Regions from separate parts of the Triticum aestivum genome. Here region 1 is linked to region 2. Evidence: chromatin contacts called from public Hi-C data. All regions are on one chromosome and are shown on one strand. The core of a region is the stretch at or near the end of the contact, and the rest is flanking DNA. Distances in the headings are between cores, read along the strand shown.

Region 1 (7,441 bases), core at 443-2,942, 140 kb before region 2:
GCAACTGCACGCACACAGCAACAATACTGTTATTAACGATCATAACCTCTGCTGCATATACTTTTTGATCCTGTTCAGATTAACCACTAGATTACAACCAGTTAAGGAGCTAGACCAAATCTGAGCGAAAGAAAAGATATGAACGTATGGTGAAAAACAATTCACAAGTTGGTTCAAAGATATTTTGTGTGTGTGTGCGCGCGCGCGCGCGCGCAAAATTGGCATATGTAAGCTGCAGCCGCAGCATGTGCGGTAATAACTGACATAACGCCCGCATTACATGGGTGGCTTTCCCGGCGCGGGCCGGCCAATCTGCTCGCCGTTACCGCCTTGCGATTCGTGCCAGTTTTTAATGCGCCCGTTTTCGGACGGCCCGCGTCCCGCTCGGGGCGGGCGGGCAGGCGGGTAAAAAGCGAGGCCAAAAAAAATAATAGGAAAGTCTTTTTGACGCCATCATGGCTTCGTCCTCAACCACCAAAGCGAGAAACAGAGGCCACTCTAGCTCACAGGCCGGCTAGCTTCTCCTCTCCTCCACACACGCGAGAGGCAATGGAGGGCCCGCTCGTTTTCTTTCTCGGAACCAGGTCGCATCGTACGGGAGGCTTCTAGAACGGCGGGCGGGAGAGGGAGGGAGAGAGAGATCGCCGTCCCGGCACAGTGACGGCACTGGGGCCATCGGTTGCATTGGAGAGCTTGGATTCGAAGGCTCGTGCAAAAGCGCCATGAACTGTAGCTCGGCGCAAGTTGTGTCTGCCCTCTTGGCATGCAACTTGGCGGCAGGTAAAGGTGCCCAATTCCTGCCCAAGTTGCACGAACCCGGGAAACGGATGGAAACGCACGGCCTGCGAAAGCAAGAAATCAGGGGAGGAGGAGGAGGAAAGGGAGGTGAGGGAAATGGAAATAGATGGAGCCCCAGCAAGAAGGGAGGGATCAGGTGGGGCGGCGGAGAGGGAAGGCTATGGAGCACTACATGCCCGAAAGCGGGCAGATCAGATAGGGAAAGGGCGCAGGTCCGATCAAGAAAGGAAGGGGACGAAAGGGAAGGTGCGTGCGGTGGCTTTCAGGGTTGAGAAAGAGATGGCCGGCGGGGAGCGGAGGGGAGGATGGACCATGAGTCCATGATGCTTGATGCATGCCCGCGGCGCAGATATGCAGGGGCCAGGGGGTATCCTATTCCCGCTTGTGCTCCGTCTCCTTTCCCGCTCCGGTCGGTCCCCTGCGTCGCCCTCTGTCTGCCTCCCGGCTCGGCCGAGAGGGTTCTGGAAGAGCCTAGAAGGTGTTGAGGAGCATGCATCGCTGCGTGATCGAGAGAGGGAGGGAGGGAGTCGAGTTTACTTACCCAGCACGAAGGAGGCGGCGACCATGCCGCCGTGCCGGCCCTTCACCGCCGGCCGGCTCCTCCAGTCCACGTACCCCTCCCACCGCTCCACCTCCCGCGCTCCGTCCTCCTGCACACACACACACAAGACCCGGCAGATCAACACCGACAGCAACGGAACAAGAACTGCCATGGATCGATCGGTCGACTCACCATGGCGCCGCCCACCATCAAGCCGCGGCGTGTGTGTGTGAACTCTCAAGGTCTGAAACTCTGAACTGCTGGACGAACAGAGGAGGCCGTTCAGGAAGACTCGGGCTCAGGGGAGCGCCGTGTGTTGTGTGTGACTGCCTGGCTGACGGGGGAGGAGGGGCATGGTGGCGTATTTAAAAGTGCGTGCGGACGGGGGAGAGAGCGGGTGGCTGGCTGCGCCGCTGGTGCCGGAGGGGCAGAACGGTAAAACGGCGGCCCACAGGGGCGGTTGACGGGGACTCGAGGGCACGCAGACACGTCCATCTCATCAGCATGCCCCTCTTCCTCCTCCTCCTGCGCGACGCAATATTGTCTTCTTCTCGTGCCGCACGTTTTCCTATTTTCGTTTTCTCGTTTCCATTTTTCATTATTATTTCTTGGTCAGATTACGTTACTAATTTCATTAATGGGGTGAATTTATAGGGATTATCTGGATTGATACGGCGTAGTATATCCAGCTGTATTCGGTGGATTTGTAAATGAGCACGTGCTGGGATGTATTGTGCCTGACCATTTCAGTCAACTGGATTTGAACGAGCTTGAGGCTGGATGTGTGCACAAATAAGATTTGTCTTTTTTTTTTGGTCTTGGAGATAAGCAAAGATTACATGTATCCAGCAGCGTTTCTTACAACTGATGCGTATCTATTAGTTAATTATAGGTGATCATTAAACCAGGAGTAAACACCTGCAAAAATAGTGCTGGCAGCCCGAGATATGGCTGTGCATTTCCATTGCGTGAACGTATCAACTTTCCCTTTCCCTTCCCGTTGGCCCTGCGTATCCTCGGATGCAGAGGATTTGGAAGGCCTTTCTTCCTTTCTATTATCATTAGTGAGTAACAATATTGCCTTTCTATATTCCTCTTCAATCAATCAAATAAATAAATAAAACATGATGCACCCGTGTTCTATTCCATCAATTCATCGCTATCACTATTGATGGTGCTCCAAGCAGTCAGCCGCCGGAACTGAACAGGATCATCAAGGACGGCGTTCGCTCGTAAACGACCTACTCCCTCCGTCCTGAAATACTTGTCGGAGAAATTGATAAAAATGAATGTATTAGAACTAAAATACGACTAGATACATCCATTTCTCCGACAAATATTTCCGGATGGAGAGAGTACTTTGAAAGTCCCCGACATGCTTTGTCAAGCGCACAGTGAGCAAGTGCTAGCCACTGATAAGGAGCACGTTTTTCTATTTTCATTTTCTCATTTCCATTTTTCATTATTATTTCTTTGTCAGCTTCAGTTACTAATAATGGTGCATTTATAGGGATTATCTGGACTGATATGGTGTATATCCAGCTGTATTCAGTGAATTTGTAAATGAACACCTGCAGGGATGCATCGTGTCTGACCATTTCAGTAAACTGAATTTGGACGCGTTTTAGGCTGGATGTGTGCACTAACAAGATTAGTCTGGTCTTTCTTTCGATATTGGAGATAAAGCCGAGCATACGTGTGTCGATCGGTGCTTCTTATCACTGATGCGTATCCATTAGTTTCTTTGTTTTGTTTTTTGAAACTGATGCGTATCCATTAGTTTTTGTTTTGATAAAAGAAGGGCTTCACCCCTTTCGATTTTCATTAATGAAAACCCAAGCATCCATCCCTAGACAAACTACGACATAGTTCAACAAAAGATAAAAACCGCTACCATGCCCCCCCCCTCCCAGCCAGGAAGAAAGGGGCAACTAATAGGCCACCACAATCTCAGATAGTCTTCAATACACGCCCAACATACCAGCTAAATTCTGCAGATCTTACAAATCTCCAAAAGACAAATTACTAAAGCAGAGAAAGCAAAGCTAAGGGACAGCAGCTTCATCAGGTAGCAGGAGTTTTTTTCATCCTTCCAGCCTCGCAACGTTGATCCTCCACCCTTGAGATGCTGCATACACTTCACTTGCTACTCGTTCTAGCAGTTTTGCTCCCATCGCCAGTACCTTTTTTGCGTATCCACTAGTTAATTAGGTGGTGATCATTTAACCCAGATTTTTTTCGATAATCAGGGGATCACACTCGGCTCCATTTCATATAGAAAGAAACCTTCAGCGTACAAGTTCATACAGGACCAAGATAAAACAAAACCAGACACATGAAGAGAAACACCTCTCCGCCTACTACTGCTCCAAATTATTACAAACCAGCTAAAAGAAACTCAGGCCCAATGATCAGGACAGCTCGAAAGAACCCATAACAAGTGAGAAGCAGGGGTACGCATCTGCACACTAGTCCAAAACATGCGAGACTGCTCTAGCAGGATAGAGGCTCCCACCCGATGCTGACCACGTGAATGCTATCAGCTTCCTCCGGGTGTTGCAGTTGGTATTCAAGGGTAGTCTTCCCTCCATGAGCAGCTTTTCCCACCGCCTTCATCCAGATCCCTTCTTCACCGTTTTGGTCTTCAAACCATTTGTGACAGATCAACCCGGCTCCAGCATCAAGGGTTTCCTCAGCCGTTCCCAGATCAGTTCATGAAACTCTTGCATTTTTCCCTCCTGGAGATCTTGAAACAGCTTGGTCCAGTCCCTTAGATAGTGGTACACCAGCCCCAGAACCTGTTTCATAGAGATCCAAGAACGTCTATTAAAGACAATAGAATTTCTAAAATTCCACAGCCCCCACAGGACTGCAGAGCTCACAACATTAAACTGCTTGTGTTTTTTAGCACACAGCCAGAACTTAGCTACAGACTCGTATCCAGTAACAGAAATATTAAAAACAGAATTCACCTCAGCCCAAATAAGCCTAGCTACCAAACAGTCAAAAAACAAATGATGCACAGATTCGATCTCCTTACAAAGGACAAATTCTAGGGGTTTTGCAATGCCTCTTTTCCTAAGATTGTCACAAGTCATAATTTTATTTTGTGAGAAAAGCCAAAGAAAGCCTTGCACCCTAGGTGGTACTTTCACACTCCAGACAGCAGGCAGATAAACAGGTTGAACACCCCTAAAGTTAACAATAGCATAGAGAGATTTAGAAGAGTAAATCCCATTAGACTCATATTTCCAAATCAAAGAATCTTTCTCCTGGCTAAACTTAGTCAGGGAAAGAATATCCACTAACTCAAACCACCGTGACATCAGTTCATCTGAGAAGGTCCTTCTAAATGTGCATTTGAGCTCTTGACCATCCAAGATTTCTGCAATGGTTTTGTTCTTCTCCACTAAAACATATAGATCCCAGTATTGGGTGGCTAAAGGAGCATTCCCATACCAGGTATCTTCCCAAAATCTAGCTAAACTGCCATCTCCTACCCGCCATTTGAATCCCACCTTCACAGCTTGCGAAGTCCACATAAAACTTTTCCAAAACTGGGAAGGATGTGGATCATGACAGCAAAGAATATTTCGGCTTTTAGTATTATATTTGTTATCAACAATTTTCCTCCGCATGGACCCCTCTCCAGCTATGTACCTTCTAACCCAAGACCCAATGAGGCAAAGATTCATATCCTGGAGATTTGGCACCCCCATGCCCCCAAACTCCTTCATACAGATAGAAGGCCAGTTAGCTAGGTGGATTTTGTGGGCACCATCAATGTCACTCCACAAACAATTAGCCATATGGGAATTAATCAAATTCAGGGCCCATTTAGGGAATTTAAAAAAAGATAGTAAATAAACAGGAATACTAGCTAAGCAAGTTTTGATGAGAATAATCTTCCCTAGATAGGAAAGCAGCTTCCCTCTCCAACCTGCTATTCTAGCCAAAATTTTATCAATTAGGAATTGCAGGTCCTCCTGGCTCAATTTATCAAAATGAAGAGGTATACCTAAATATTTGATAGGGAAGGATCCCTCTACACATTGAAAGATATCAATGAACCCCTCCAAATCTCTAGAGTTAACATTAATAGGAACTAGAGCACTTTTGTGGTAATTGATTCTCATGCCTGAAACCTGTTCAAAACATGTGAGGATCCATTTAAGATTTAAGGCTAGTCTACTGTCATTTTCTAGAAATAGCAAGGTATCATCAACATACTGTAAGCACATGATTCCTCCAGGAACCAGTTCAGGGCATAGCCCCCTAATTAACCCAGAATGGGAACCTTTAACTAGCATTCTAGAAAAGACATCTACAACCAAATTAAAAAGCAAAGGGGCCACTGGATCCCCTTGCCTCAATCACTTACCTGTTAGGAAGAAGTTACTTTCCTCCTCATTTAGTTTGACTCCAACAGAGCCTCCTTGGGTGATACTCTTAATCCAACCTATCCATCTAGTCCCAAATCCCCTCAGAGCCAACATCCCATAAAGGAAATCTAGATTAACTTTGTCATAGGCCTTCTCATAATCTATTTTAAACACTAAACCCTGTCTACTAGAAGAATGTATTGCATGCACCACTTCATGTGCAGACACTACACTCTCCAAAATATATCTCCCTCTCACATAGGCAGACTGGAAATCAGAGATAAGTCTACCAATAACCCCAACAAGCCTATTTGTGAGTACCTTAGTAAAAATCTTAAACAGCGTATCAAACTTTCCATTTGCCTTCCCGTTGGCCGTGCGTATCCTCGGATGCAGAGGATTTGGAAGTTTTTTTTTCCTTTCTTTATATTGTCGTTGTCACAATTGCTAATTGTCAAATCGACTGAAATTCAAATTTGATGTTAGTCGATTTCGAGAGTTCGCCGGAGGGAAGGAATGTGAAGGAAGAAGCTCGCCGGAGGACTATCCCACCATCTATCTTAAGGTGGGGGCGACAGCACGGCGGTGGTGCAAGGTCGCCGGGGAAAATTAAAGTCGGCACCGGGGCTAGAGGGATGGCGGGGGGAGGGGGGCAGCACGGCGGTGGGCCGCGGTTGTGGGGAGGGTGGGGCGGTCACCGGCTGAACCGTCGATTACCAAATGATTTTTTCAGGCGACTTACATCTAGCCGCACCATATCATTATCAATATTGCCTTTGTGTATCCTCTTCAATCAAATAAATAAATATCCCGTGATGCACCCGTGTTCTATTCCATCAATTCATCGCTAAGCACGAGTGCTCCAACAGTCAGCCGCCGGAACTGAACAGTGAACAGGATCATCAAGGATGGTGCTTGATCGAAAACGCTAGGACGACCTAGTTCGAAAGCCCCCGACATGCTTTGTCAAGCGCACAGTGAGCAAGCGCTAGTGATAACGAGCAAGTTGATGATTGAATCACGTCGCCTGATCACTGATCAGCCGCACGCCCTACCGAGCAACGAGAGGAAGCCTGACCGGTCGACGGTTCGTCGGTCGTCGCAGCGAGAGGACTGATCGATCAGCCGCACGCCCTACGGAGCAACAGGAAGAAGCATGCATGGCCTGGCCGCAGTGCTCTCTGCTTCTACTTGTTGTCGACTACGACGGTACGCGAGCAACATGAGGATCGGACGAATCCATTGGCTGAAATTGGTGGGATGCGATAGGAGGAATTAGTGTGATCATTCTCGATGGATCTCCTTTTTGTGTCTAGTGCCACTCCTCTGATTCTCTCTTGCAACTGGTTTGGGGATTGAATTTGACCCCTTCAGTTTAGTTTCTAAATTTCATCACAACATTTTTTTTATATATTTCAGGTATAGGTTTAATGTATGGGTCTCACCTGAGAAATTCGCAGGGGAACGCACCTGCCAAGCCCTGCCCGGATGCTTGATTACCTCGCGATTCACAAAGTAGTTGGATCCCGTAAGAGTGCACAGTAAGTTTTAAGGTTCAGTCGTTCCAACTTATGATTTTTTTGTCCGAAATTTGCGATTTTTAAAAGTTTCAAGAGTTGAAACTTAGCATTTATTTTCAAAAGTCATCAAAATGTATTTGAATGAATCTTATTTCAAAGCCCGCGTCACAAGAAACAAGAATATGAGAACATAACTTAAT
Region 2 (7,473 bases), core at 1,374-3,873:
GAGTGCAAACTTAATCAATAGCGCACGATCTGTCTTTGTTTCATACCGGCACCAATCTGGATTGCAAATGAACACCTAGACAAACAAATTGGAGACAAAAGAAACATAGCCAGGAAAAAAAATCTCATCTCATGCCAAGAGAGAGAGATGGCTTAGGATTAATTAATTCAAATGCGTTGTGATTCTATAAGCACTATGGTCATCATATGCGAGAATGGGATGACGGGCAAACGATAACACATATGTGAGTTTATGTTGAAATAAAAAACATGGACCTATTGGGGTCTTGACTCATAATTATTGGGTTACGGGCATGTGATATCTTTTTCTCCTGTTGCAACGCACATGCTCTTTTGCTAGTAGAGGTAAAACGGTAGAAAAGACAGGGCCCATGAATGTTAGTAGGCCTGACTCATTTAGTGGTATTTTTTATTTTTGGAGTTGGTGTTCTGTGACAGTTTGTTTTTCCTTTCTCGTGGTTTTTGTCTGCTTTATTTTTATTTAGGTGTTTCTGACCTCTTTTTGTTTCTTATTCCTTATTTTGAGCTTCATTTTTTATTTTTATTTTTCATATTTAATGTCTTCTTATGTCATGAACGTTCCAAGGATTTTAAAGTTAGTGAGCATTTTTGAAAATCAATTTTCTAAAACTCCTCAACCTTCTTAAAATTCATGAACATTTCTTACATGCATGAACCTTTTTTGAAAGAACATTTCAAAAATAATTTGAATAATATTTATGGTTCAAAATGAATTGTATAAATTTGCTAACATTTTGTAAATTATCAAACATTTTCAATAATCCGTCAACATTTTTTTATAATTCATGACTGTTTTGCTGGTTTCTTTTGGTTCAGCCGCTTGGACAGAGCATACAATTACAACACTTCAAAAATGTTCATAAATTTCGAAAAGATGTTTCCTATCTTTATAATGTTCACAAGTTCTAAAAATATTTTTGGGCCCAAAAAAGAAATTTGAACTCTAAAAATGTTTGTGAATTCAAAAAATATTCACAGATTCAATAAATGTCAGTTGTTCAGAAAATGTTTATGAATTTTTAAAAAAGTGCGCAAATTAAATAAAAGCTTGTGAATTTAAAACATGTTCATGAATTAAACGAACGTTAATGAATTTGAAAAATTGTTTACGAAATCCATAAATATTCATGACTTTGTCAGTATGTGTGAAGTTCAACAAAAAAATCATGAATTCATAAAATGTTTGAAATTTCAAACAATGTTCACAGATTCAGAAAAGAATCTTGAATTTGAATAATATTTTGGGGAATCCAAAAAAATATTTGCGAATTCAAAAAATGTTCGACGCGTTGGGCCGTTCATATGCTGCGGGAGTGCACTTGGAGGTCTTCGTTTGCAGTGTATCTGACACATTACGTCCGGAGTAGGGTCCACCTAGAAGCTCATATGTGTGATGCTTTTTTTTGAGAAAAATATGTCTACATTTCGCACAAGGTGTTTGGGTGGGCCAACCCATTTAGTGCTCAACACGGTAACTAATGTTTTTTCTTCCCTTTCCCATTTTTTTACTCTTGGTATGTTTTTAGTTTTAGTTTTCAAAATACATGACAATTATTTATGTGAAAAAACCATAATTTTTGGAAGAACTTGTTTTTTTAGAAAGATTACATTTTTTTAAATATTATTTAAAGATGTGAACAATTTTTTAGGAAACCTAAACATTTAAAATAACTTCTTTTTGAGATTTCAGTTTTTTATTGTGAACAATTTTAAATTTAGAAGAAAAAAGGGGAAAAGGAGAAATGAAAATAAGAAAAAAGAAAACCGGTGAAAATAACAAATACTAGACCCCATAGATTCGCAATGATGGGGGGCATTTGCAAACCTTTTTTCTGTCAGTTTCTTCAGAGATGCATGACCATTTCTTCAGAGATGTATTGTATATCTCTTCTCTTCTTATCTTATATCTTATATCTTATACTACTTAAAAAGAACGTAAGGTTCCCATTTCACCTTTCTTCCCACCACCCCTTTGTCCAACCTTTCATCTATATGATAATCAATCACCTTAATTTACTTACCTTCTGAACCAATTTTATTTTAATTTACTTACCAAACTTCTAATCAAAATATAAGGCAATTCACGGTCAGAATTTGATAAACATTTATTTACACAATCGCATTATTATTGACAGGTTAATCACAAGCTAACGTAGTAGAATATTTATATCATGTTGCAACCCACATGAATTGTTCTAGTAAGTTAAAAAAAGATGTATTGTATGACAGTTTGTGAAAGAAGGAAATTTTGCGGCAAAAAGGGGAAGAAATTGCCATCTGCTACCACCTAAAAATGCCATCAAAAACTCATAAAGAAATGCCATAAAAACGTTCGATTGCCATCCCCTTCGCAGTTAGTTTTCCGATAGAAAACTTGCAAATCTGAAAAACTGGACAATTTTTGATAAACTGGACAACAAGCTTTGTTGTAGAACCGAGAAAACCGGAGTAGCTAATTGGGCCTGGCGCATATCCCGTGCTTTTTCCCTCCACAATCGTGGTCGCAGTCGCAGAGAGCGACACATGATTCGCCGTAGAGTTTTGTCGAAAAGGAAAAAAAGGATTCGCCGTAGAATAGGCATGCACGTCTCAATTCCTTCGCCGACCAGCGCCGGAATCCGGTGGCAACCTCCGCTGCTCCTCCTCCCCCTCCTCTTCACCAGCCAGTCTCCATACGCGACCCCCTCGCCTCACCAAGTCGCAAACGGCGGCGGCGTGCGCGCCCTACGTGGCCTCACCTCCGCCACCGCTTCCGCCTCACCGACGTGTCAGCATCTCGTCCACAGTACCCGCCTGGACGATTGGCAATTCCTCCTCCTACTTGTCTGTCTTCGCCCCAGCTCTTCCACCAAACTCCGTGCCCTCTTCGTCTCGCACTGAGCTCCTTGCGCGCGAACATGGCGGCGTTAGGTACCCTGGTCGTGTACAGGACGGTGTTCGCGGCGCTCGGCTGCCTCATGGTGGGCACCCTGGTGTACACCTGCATCACCGACGGCTCGCCGTTTCGCGCCGAGCTGCTGACTCCGTGAGTAACTGTTCTTTCTTTTCGCCGTTGAAGAGGATTATATGCTGATTGCTGCGGTGAATTTTGGAAAACGTCTCATTCCGCTGTGCACCCTTGTGGATCGGTAGGAAGCTGCTACACATTTTTTTGGGGGTCTGAATACGATACGAGTACGTTAAAATTCCCCTGATGAGGATCGTTGGTTCTAATACAGCATAACTTGCCTTAGGTAGTTAGGTGTGATTAATTAGCAACATTTGTAGCACTCGCAAAGTATATAATCGCAAAAAAAAAAAAGCACTCGCAAAGTTAATGTTCAGTTATGAACTTTGATTTGCTCATGAATTCAGTTACCATCTTAGCTGTAAGAAAGGCATAAACCTTATGTATCTTTGCAAGCATTTAGCTGTAAGATGTTGCTTATATCTGGATTTAGTTATGTGTGTTGAATTAGTAAGGTGGTATGGCATGGGGACTCGGGCTTGGTCAACATTCCTGCAGGTTTAGGTATCTCCTGAGAAATGCTACTCTTTAGATACACATGTTGAATAGTGTTGTAGGCAGTGTGCTCTTCAGAGGGAGCTGATACTTTTTGAGCCTCAGGCTTGGTTTACATTGATGCAGATTTAGGTAGCTCCTGAGAAATGCTACTCCTTAGATACACATGTTGAATAGTGTTGTAGGCAGTGTGCTCTTGAGAGAACTGATACTTTTTTAGCCAGTGAATTATGCATTGCATCAGAGTATGAATCTTATATGTTTTCAAATGATTTTCACTTGAAAATAGTAATTCTTACTGTGTGCAGGTGGATGGTGACAACACTGATTGATTTTTATGTAAATATGGCAGCAATTTCGGTAAATCCTCTATCTCTGTATATCTGTTTCCACATTGCTAAGCAATTAGTTTATTCAGATGCTATTTACATAAAGCCTGTGATGTTTAGAATATTTGATAGTACAACAGGTGAAACACATTTTCCAAGAGTGGACTACCATGTAGCTACCAGTTCTTTTTCTTTACTATCGGCTTTTGAATAAATAGAACTATCGGAAAAATACATTATGTCGTTCATAAGATTCTTTGTGCCAGACATATTTTCCCACAAGTTTCTATCGATTCATCGTGTTTGCCTCTGCTTCGATTCATTGTGTTTTCCTTTGCATCTGCATGAAAATATTTTCTGTAAGTTTTCAAATGTGGTGCCATATCTGTAACTGCATTGCCTTTTTTTGGCCCAAATGTTAATGATTATACATGGGTTGCAACTAAGAGATGAAAATAAATAGTACCTCCTCTGCATCACTCTGTCTTAATTAATGGTATCCTTGACACACTGTTTGGACATGGCACAGATTCGTATTGATCCTTAGATCCTTATGTCATATATATTACCAAGAGGACGACATGTTTGCATGGCTTTGTCGAGAAAAGAGACTAGAGATTGGGATGTCCATGAACTTAATGTTTCTTTTTGTTGATATATATGACAGCCTTTATATAAGAGTGCCCAAACAATTTAAGTAATTAATATATAAAATATCCAATTAATAAAGCTAAGAATAATCGCAGCTACGAGATGAGATGTGCAGTCTACCTAACTAACTTGCTAACTCACTAACCAAGCTAGGAGACATATTGTTAAAAAAAGAAGAAGCTAGGAGACATTCTTCTATAATCGTGTTTGCATCAATTCCTGCCTGCGCACGAAGTAGTAAATTGTCAAAGCCAGTATTTTTTTTTCAAACTAACTATTCCGCTTGATTCAAACGCAGAATTTCCAGAGTCCATCTTTTATATATGTAAACTTAAGGTGTTGCTAACATATCCAATCAATGCATCGAAACACATTCCTCGCGTTTTCTGAAAAAGGATGCTTGGTTCTGCAGGAATTGAGCACTAGAATGTTGGCTTAGTTTTGCTATCTGTCTACAGAATGTGGACATAAACACTCTTTTTCAACTTTGACTCGAGATTGAACTGTTTCTTTCATTTATGGTCTTTCAGACTTGGGTTGTCTACAAGGAAGGAAATTGGATTAGTTCTATCTTCTGGGTAGTACTGTTGATTTGTCTTGGCAGGTATTCTTTTCTGCAAATAATTTATTATCCTCTTGATTTATCATGGCTTGTTCACAGTTCTGTTTGACTGGAGGTGTTCTATTCCACTTAATGTGACGATTTTTTTCTTTCACTTTTTCAGTGCCACTACATGTGCTTATATTGTTAGCAAGTTATTTGAGATAACATCTTCAGGGCTTTCCCAAAATCCACTTGATCTTTTGCTGCTCAGGTATATAATCAAATTATTTTCCATTATATGCAGGGTACTGATTCATTCCGATCAACTATTTTCTTGACATCATAATAGAGGATTTAATAACTGCAACTATGAAAAGAACTGCATTATTCAATACAACATTTTATCAAATAATTCAATTTTAGCTTTGATGGTATTCCTTTGAATCATGGATTATTTATAGTTATTCTGTTTATTTTGTTTGCATTAGTCAATTCTTATGCCATTATTGTACACTATGATGATACTTTCTGAGCTCTTGTACTTATTCCGAACTTCTAGTTCCTTGTTCTTGCACATAAAGGAATACTAATAAATTATGTCAAAAAGACAGCTTTGCCACATTAAATGAGTACTTTTGTGTTATCTGAACAAACTGAGAATCTGGAGTCATCTTGTTGGTCCAATGCCTGTAAAATTCTAGTGTGTCAGTACTTTTCACTACATGAATAGTGAGGAATGAAGATGACTGCACTATGGCACTTCAAGATGAAATGAAAAGAAACAAATTTTAGCTCTTCTATTTCCTGCTGACGCTTATCTCAAACTTAAATGGATTAGACATCTCTTTTTTCAGGCAAGATAATCTACCCGAAAGGAAGTGTTCTTTTGTCGTCATCGGGAGAACTATTTTCAGCATTTTGGGCATACTCATGGCTGCACTTGTCACGTATACTGTCATTACAGATGGATTGCCTTTCAGGAAGGATTTGTTGACACCGTAAGTGAATACATTCATAATTCGCATTCGTCAGTTTCTTAGAACTATCGTTTTGAAGTACTGTCTGTCCAGGTAGATGTAGCAGATAAAAGACTAAAGGTAGCAATCAGATACTAGACTAAAGAACCTTAGAATAGACAAAAACGCTAGATAGTTTCGAAACATAAAGTAAGCATGAGATATGGGAATCGTGCTAGAAGCCATCTATGCTGAAGTTGCAATTAAGAGTTAATTTTAATGATCACGTCCATGAGTGCCTAGCTGTGTTACTCAGTAAGTTGTAACACAGTAGTACTTGGCACTCACCATAGTTGTGGACAAGACTAGGAGTCCGTCCACAAAGAAAGAGAATCGTTAGAGGCATGACCCAAGTAAATATTGTAATGGTACTGACATCTGTGAATATTTTCCATTGATTTTCTTTGGGTACTTTTGGTTGGATTACCTAATTTTATTGATGTTATCAATTGGAAATCTCAACTTCACAATTTTCTTGTGCACAGGTGGATGGCTGCAACCTTAATTGACTTCTATATAAATATCTTTGCAATATCGGTGAGAAATCTTCAAATCTTAGTGGTTGTTCAAAGCAATTAGAGTTTGTTTCATGGGGCTACGCATACCTTGACCTGACTCACAAAATTACATTTCTAAGGGAAGTTTCCAAACCACACATTCTGTGACATACCTGTCAAAAAAGGACACCCGTATTCTGTCAAAAATGAAAATAAGAATGGAACATAATAAATTCCTGTTTGAACCTTACCAGCAGGGCCAATATATAAGCGGCAATGGTTATATAGCGCCTACTACTATCTGACAATGCTAAAGTGGGATGGACAGGGCTAAGATACTTAGGTCCCGCACAGTGTTACACTGTAAAGATGATGATCCATCACTTAGCCCGTTTGGGCGGTATGGCAGCTTCATCCCAAGCACCAAATGATAGAATTAACCATGTGTTGTTTCAACCTGGATGCGTTCATATAGTCTGTTGACTTGAATAGATAGTTACTGCTTGGTGTTAAGGTGTGTCAAAGAAGTGTACTTTTTTTTAGTCTTTTCTTTCTCAAAATTGCTGTTTGTGGCAGTTTCATCAAAGCATACATAACTTCATGTCTTCATAAATGCACTGTTATTCGTATTTCAGCTTGTGCAGCGGATGAAATAATACTTTCCCTATTAAAACTACCAGTATTGATTCTGTTGTTATTTGGATTGCCCGTTAAACTCAGTTCTAAATCCTGATCATGCGATGGTATTTACAGTCATGTCAATGGTAAAAAAAAAGAATAGTTGTATTTTGTTGTCAAATCATATTCCACTAAAGTTAAATCTATAATATTTTCTGCATACGCTGATTGCAGTTTACGTCCAACTTTCTTATCTCCTCTTTGAAAATTCGCAA

Evidence for each region. Hi-C and Micro-C count contacts between places; a contact is called where the count stands out from the background.
Region 1: a contact with region 2 is called in a Hi-C map of leaf, with 2.8 times the contacts expected there. The contact joins the promoter of LOC123166326 here to the promoter of LOC123167709 in region 2. A contact is called at or near these places in 4 of 5 Hi-C or Micro-C datasets (leaf and root) and 1 of 1 datasets of contacts at active chromatin or transcription factors (leaf).

The regions. Positions count from the first base shown.
Region 1 is chr7D:462,652,353-462,659,793 of IWGSC CS RefSeq v2.1, reverse strand. LOC123166326 (protein NRT1/ PTR FAMILY 4.6) reads right to left here and starts at 1,692. Exons shown (of 4, transcript XM_044584112.1): 1 at 1,532-1,692; 2 at 1,340-1,448; 3 at 1-4. The coding sequence starts at 1,549.
Region 2 is chr7D:462,513,936-462,521,408 of IWGSC CS RefSeq v2.1, reverse strand. LOC123167709 reads left to right here and starts at 2,623. Exons shown (of 9, transcript XM_044585567.1): 1 at 2,623-3,066; 2 at 3,852-3,903; 3 at 5,054-5,127; 4 at 5,249-5,338; 5 at 5,922-6,065; 6 at 6,569-6,620. The coding sequence starts at 2,939.